2 separate regions of the Mus musculus genome follow, and region 2 is linked to region 1. The links are chromatin contacts, called in public HiChIP or PLAC-seq maps. All regions are on one chromosome and are shown on one strand. Each heading gives the region's core, a stretch centred on a gene start, on an enhancer-like site or on the middle of the called end of the contact. The rest is flanking DNA. Distances are from core to core; before and after follow the strand shown. Region 1 overlaps Syn3 (synapsin III). Region 2 overlaps Syn3 (synapsin III).

Region 1 (3,487 bases), core at 925-3,424:
TACAGTAATACAGTCAGTATTCAAAAAAATGCTTACCTCTTGCATTCCATGGGCCAAAACAGAAGGGATTGGGAGGGAATCGAGGAGAGAGCAAAGACATGCCTCTAATGAGCACCGATTCCAATCCTCAGTCGCACAAAGAGGAAAGTTACTCTGCAGATATTAAAGCTGTACTTCAGAGAGAGTCACCAGTTTTCTGAAGGTCACAAAACAAGCAAATATCAGCTAACATTTGACCTGGGCTAGTGAACATTGAACACATCTGTAAACCCACTTCCCACCTCTGACTATGCTCCACCACACACACACACACACACACACACACACACACACACACACACACACACACACACACATTTACTTCCTTCATCTCCCAACTATCCACCATGCTGTCCACCATGCATGAGCAACCTAAAATCCTCAGCCAGCACCTGACGACTCCTTCAGATACATGATCCTTCCATATCTTCCCCTGTTACTACCTGTGTCTTTGGTTGGAAAGAGAAATCTAGAGTTTTCTTATTAGGATTTTTTAAAATGACTTGCCCCCATGCTTTCTTTTTATCTTATATGTGTGCTTTTGATACTCAGTTCTGATGTTTGCTTTTTAATTGTAAATCATGATGAAACGTCATCAGATAACATGGCATGGACTCTTTGTCTGACATTTGCCATTGCTATAAAATTCTAGAGCCTAAGGGAATCCTCTTAACCTCCTTTCATTTTCTTGTTTCCAAAAGAAAGGGAATAAAATGTGTCTGGATTGCAGGGGTGGTGGGGAAATGGATGGAAAGGCAATATGATAACAGATGATTTCTAAGGGCCTGGCTAAAGGAAATCAGAAACTGTTTTGTACTGGTTGCACGGAAAACTCTTATGTCATTCTGAGAAAGGATAACATGTGTGTGTGTGTGTCTGTGTGTGTGTGTGTGTGTCTGTGTTTGTGTGTGTGTGTCTGTGTGCATGTCTGTACATATTTGTCTGTGTGTCTGTGTGTCTCTGTGTGTGGTGTGTATGTGTGTGTGTGTGTGTGTGTGCACATGACTTTGAGTGTGTGTGTCTGTCTTCTGTCTCTCTGGGTCTGTGTGTGTCTGTGTGTGTTTGTCTCTGTGTGTGTCTGTGTGTCTCTGTGTGTATGTGGTGTGTGTGTGTGCACATGTCTGTGAGTGTGTGTGTGTGTGTGTGTGTGTGTGTGTGTGTGTGGTAAGTTCAGAGAGCAAGGCACCCACAGAGGGAATTGCTTCAATATTGCCTCAGGAGCCTGGAGAAAAGACAAGCAAACCCTACTATAGGGTTGGCTTCTGAGAATCAAGCTCTTGTCCAGCATGGGCATTTTTAAACTGAAAATTTAGGAAATCGTATTTCTATGCCATCTAACCTGGGCAGAATCCCACCTTAGTGGAGACAACAGGGTGCCATGTTACAACAGACAGGGTTCTGGGGTGCTCTGGTCTGACTTCCTCCCTGCTAATAAGTAGGGTATGCCTCTAACTAAGTGTCTCCTCCCTCGTGGACTTATTTCTCAAATGTAAAATGAAGAGTTCTTGACGAGAAAGTCTCTGATGTAACTTCCTGCTCTGAGGTTCTGTCCATGTGCAAGAGATTTTTATGGTACGAATTCCGTCAGCCAGAGACTCTGCTTCTCAGACGTGAGTGGTTTTTCCCTCCACCCACTCAACAAGCACAACCTTTAGTCAAACCAGATTTGGGTATAAATTTCATTTACTTCTTGTTTGCATTGACAATTACATAATGCCTCAAAACTAAGCTCCCATGTTGTGGGATAATTAAAGCATAACAATTAGTCACTTGCTGGGAAGGTGTTCACATTCTGGACTCAGGCCCCTGGAAGGGCTGAAGCATGTATGGATCATGGGACAAAGACTGGGCATCTCTGTGCTTGACTTCGTAACTTCGAGGGATCTTTAAGTACCTGAGCTCTGACAAAGTCTATCCCCAAGCTGTGTGGCAATCCGATGATTATCTCTTTTGCATTGAGTTTGTGTAGGAGGAGGAGGTAGATACCAGAGGCCAGTTACCAAACAGACCCAACTGAATCTTCTTGATGACTACATGTATAGTAGATCAATTCCCCCTGTCATTATACAGCAGAGTCAAGATTCCAACCAGTTGTCTGGAATCTCAGTGTGCGTGCATTAATCCTTGACAATGTCTATGACTAATGCAGTAACCATGCAGTCTGATGAGCTGTACCCCCACTTCAGCACTATGAACACTTAGGGTAATTCTTTGGTGTTTCAGTGGTCATATCATTGGGTGTTTAGAAACATCCCTGGCCTCGTTCCATGATACGTCATTAGCCATTTCTTAAGACATTTCTCAAGGCATTGACAAATGTCATAGGTGAGTGGCATGGACGGAATCCAGCCAGAAGAGGCTGTTGTGTCTATAGTACCTTCCAAGGAGGCATTTTGAAGAGTAGAAGTGGTATCATTTAGGCAGTGACCATCCTCACTCAAAGTGTTTTCCTCCAGCCACCCAAGAAGCTCCCATAATGCTGGAGGGGCTGAGCTGAAGAAGCCAGCTCCACCCGGTCTTTCAGTCATCACTACTGGACCGAAGCTGAAATGAGGATGGTGACAAGGACAATAGGATGGTGATCTGGTGTCACTTGGGGGACTTACAGACCTCTTAGGACACAAAGAAAAACTTTTGGCCCTTCTCAGGTTTTTGGTAATTATCAGTTGGCTCCTCTTCTCTTGAATATTCTGCCATTAGGTCCCTTGTTCGGATGGTTACTCACCCTGCACATCACTGATGGCAGGTGCATCTGCTTCTTATACCCCCAACACAGAGGCTCTTCTACCAAAGGTGATGTGTTTTACCCACTCAGTGCCTCTAGGGAGATGCTGGGAAGGGAATCTCACTTTAGAATGCAGTCATCTTGTTGGCTTTTCCTGTTTTCCCATTTCTTGTCCTTATCCCTCTTGATATTGGCCATGACCCTGGCTTCTTTTCCATGGACACCCATGAAGGCTTGGATCCAGATGACGCTAAGTCTTCAGGAACTCACCTTTATTTCCATCATGAGCCAAAGCATTTTCCCCACTAAGGCTTCCCTCTCTAAGCAAGGCCACTAAAGGAGCTCCCTTAAGGTAGTAATGTGAGATGTGTACCAGAAAACAGTATGAGTGCTCTGGTTTAGATATAGATGGAGTGCCCTCCAGGATTGCAGTGTTAAAATTTCATCCCCACTGCCAATTGTTTTGAGAACAGAAACTTAATCAATTTTGGTAAGAGATGAGGCCTTTGGGAAGAGATTGGACTTTGGCAAAGTTATCATAATGGAGTTCTGGTGATTTTGAAAGAACAGAGCAAGATAGAGAAATATACATGCCTCTGTCTCTTGGCATAGTGTCCTGTGGCACAGCAGGATACATCTAGCAAGAAGACTATCACCACATGCAGCACCTCACTCTTGGACCAGAATTATGAAGCAAGATGAACCTGTTTTCTTTAAAAGGGT
Region 2 (3,041 bases), core at 130-2,629, 140 kb before region 1:
AGTAATTTAAAATTGATTACATGGCAAAATGATCATACTTTGAATACATTAGTTAAGCATAGCGTTAACTTAGCATTAGTTACGTATGGCATTAACTTAGCATTAGTTAAGTATAGCATTAACTCTTGCTTGTTCCTTTTATAAAGTGACCACTATGAGAAAATTTTTAACGGAGTGGGAGGTTCCCCGTGCTCCTTCCTCGGATGGTGCAGGACGAGGAGTTCTTCCTGCTTGGGAACTTCTCACAGTGAGACTCAAAGGAATGTGAACTATTTAGGGTTAAATTTTAAAACAAAATAGGAAGTCAGGTGAGGCATTAAGTTTTAGGAGTGTGTGGCATCTCCAGCCTGGATATGTAAAACCTGTTAATCTGCCAAACCATCCCTTGGTGTTCTTTACCACCTCAGCACCTGAGCTCCAATGGTCACTGTGGTTTTCATCCATCCTGTGTGTGTGTCTGTGTGTGTGTGACTGTGTGTACCTGCATGTGAATGTGTGTATGTGTGTGGGTCTGTATGTGTCTGTATGTGTGTGGAGGGCTGTATGTATATGTGTGTGTATGTGTGTTTGTGTATATGTGCCTGTGTGTATATGTATGTGTATATGTGTGTGTGAATGTGTGTTTGTGTGTGTATGTTGTGTATATGTATGTGTATGTGTGTATATGTGTGTGTTTGTATATGTATGTCTGCATATGTGTATGTATATTTGTGTGTTTGTGTGTGTTTGTGTGTGTATGTATATGTATGTGTGTATATGCATGTATGTGTATTTGTGCATTTGTGTGTGTGTGTGTGTGTGTGTGTGTGTGTGTGTGTGTGTGTGTGTGTTTGAAGGCCAAAAGTAAATGTTGGATATCTTCCTCATTCGCTCCCTACCTTATTTTTTGAGACAAGTTCTCTTACTCAACCTGGAACTCAGAGGTTAGTCTACACTGGCTGATCAGCAAGCCTTGGACATTCTTTTGTACTCTGCATCAGGTCTACGGTTTTAGAATCAGACCATAATACCGTTTTTTGTTTGTTTGTTTTTAATGTGGGTGCTGGAATCTGTGCTTTCAAGCACTTTTCTGACTGAGCCATTTCCCAGCCTCTTTCGCTGTGTTTTCCAAGTTGATCACTGCTCTTTAATACAGCAGCTGTTTCTCACTGAGCTGCATGGCAAAACCTGATACTATCTCTTTTTCCCACCACTCCCAAGCTGAGGACACTGCTGCCTAGAAGGACTGGATGCTGCCTTTTTCAAACATCCCCTCATTCATTCACAATGACTTTACTATGTGCACACTAACATCAGACCAGTGAGTAAGACCCAGTTCCCATATAAGGGAGGCAATAAGACTATGTCGTAATCACGAGGGTTGGTATTTACCAAGCCCTTACTACAGGCTAAGCAGCGAGCCAAGACGGCTGTTTCCATGATCTCAGTGAATTCCCTCCACAGCCCTGTGAAGCGAACGGTCTTCTTATACATGCAGGGTAACAGAGAGGAAAAGCAAGAATGAGATAGGCTGGCTTGCCCAAGACATGTAACCAGCAAGTAATAAAGTCAAGATCTGAGGCAAGCTGGTTAACATCACAACCTGTATTCTTCACCAGCTCAGAAACTGGGAAGGACATGGTACCAAGAATGTAGGCTGTGAGGAAATCATTTTGCTTCAAAAGAGCCACTGGCCATATTCATTCTGAGATCTGAGGACTTAAAGGTTACTCAAGAGGTCACCAGATACAAGGTCACAAGAAACCTGTAACCTACACAGCTGAATCAGTGTATGCTTGTGTGTGTGTGTGTGTGTGTGTGTGTGTGTGTGTGTGTGTGTGTGTGTGTGTGATTTTACATTGTAGTAACACTTAAAAACTAAAGTTTCACCCTAGCACGTTGGGGTTTCCAGCTTATTATAAGAACCTAAACATCTGGCCACACTGTCCCCTTACCAAAGGACATGGATTTTCCAGTTCATCACAGTTGCCACCAGTTCTATTGCCTCCCTGATATCAAGGAGAAGAGGAGGTACTCAAAGCCACCACGTAGATATTTGGGGACAAATGTGGCAAACAAGAGACTGGAGACCCTTATATGTTTAGCTGATAGTAGTAATAGTCTCACGTGCTTGATATTACAATAACCCTCCCTTTCTGGCTAGACAATGTCAGCATCAGATTTGTGCCCTGAACTAATTAATTACAAAGAAACCCAAGCTGGAAGATAATGAGTCAAAGGGGATCTGGAGCCCACAGCCACCTGCCCACAAGAGGCATAGTCCCCATCATGTCTATCTATCCAGATCTGTATCCCAGGCAGCCCTTTGGGTGTTGAGCTTCTCACAAATCTCAGGCCTTTGGGTGTCTGTTTGTCCTTATTGGAGAGGAAAGTGGAGTGGGCTTGCTCAGTGATCACATGTTTGACCTGAAACTTCCAGACTTTCTCTCTTGGAGTAAACAGACTCGTATGAAATAATATCACTTTTAATTAGAGGTCTACATCTAAGCTGGTCTTCCAGTGGGAAAGTCTTTTCTGCAGCTTAGAAGGCTTCCTACCAAACTGTCCAGCAGTCAGTGACAGACCCTGAAGCGACCTTGATTCCGAATTCTGGCCTTAAGCTAAGTCTGCAAGGCTGCTGTCTACAGGTAAACCAGATGTGATCCAACAGGAAGTCCGGTGGTCCCATAGATCATTGAGCTCAGCTCATTAGATGTGTTTGGGTAGAATCCTCACTATGTTCACAGCCACAGAGATCCTGATCTGATCTTAGCAGGCCATATTTCTAATGAAGCTTCCTTCAAAGAGTGTTATTGGCGGCACTAGGTGTTCCATCCTGAGCTCTGCTAGATAGCCCTCCCCAAGGAAACCTGACCCAGAATACTGACCCATCGTAATAAGTAACATCCATGCACAAAAGAGTAGACACACACAGTCAGTCCTTCACTTGTCCAGATGAGAGATCAATTCCTGGGGAGGATCATACCACCAAGGTAATTCCAGAGTCAGATGATAAACTTGAGGCAGACCTCAGATCTCATAACTGGAGACCAGTGATCTCG

What was found. HiChIP or PLAC-seq counts read pairs in DNA pulled down with a chosen protein or histone mark.
Region 2: a CTCF HiChIP or PLAC-seq map of the NIH/3T3 cell line shows a contact between it and region 1, with 17 read pairs. The contact joins two enhancer-like sites. A contact is called at or near these places in 6 of 39 promoter capture datasets (the 3T3-L1 cell line, embryonic stem cells, liver and 2 more), 1 of 15 datasets of contacts at CTCF or cohesin (the NIH/3T3 cell line), 7 of 484 Hi-C or Micro-C datasets (the HL-1 cell line, embryonic fibroblasts, liver and 3 more), 7 of 115 datasets of contacts at active chromatin or transcription factors (cardiomyocytes, fibro-adipogenic progenitors, forebrain and 3 more) and 3 of 9 other capture datasets (adipose tissue, liver and pancreatic islet).

Annotation. Positions count from the first base shown.
Region 1 is chr10:86,172,243-86,175,729 of GRCm38.p6, reverse strand. All of the region lies in intron 6 of Syn3 (synapsin III), which reads left to right. It overlaps Gm35636 (a long non-coding RNA gene), which reads right to left. Exons shown (of 8, transcript XR_003949028.1): 3 at 37-153. Among named protein-coding and RNA genes, the nearest start is that of Gm35636, 12 kb to the right of the region's middle. Within about 2 kb of position 2,174, at least 33 of the 459 cell types and tissues checked have an H3K27ac peak or open chromatin away from gene starts, as enhancers often do. A contact at or near this core is called in the HL-1 cell line, the NIH/3T3 cell line, embryonic fibroblasts and 1 more, where this site is marked.
Region 2 is chr10:86,309,064-86,312,104 of GRCm38.p6, reverse strand. All of the region lies in intron 6 of Syn3 (synapsin III), which reads left to right. The region is part of intron 1 of Timp3 (tissue inhibitor of metalloproteinase 3); the gene reads right to left. Among named protein-coding and RNA genes, the nearest start is that of Timp3, 10 kb to the right of the region's middle. Within about 2 kb of position 1,379, at least 92 of the 459 cell types and tissues checked have an H3K27ac peak or open chromatin away from gene starts, as enhancers often do. A contact at or near this core is called in the HL-1 cell line, the NIH/3T3 cell line, embryonic fibroblasts and 1 more, where this site is marked.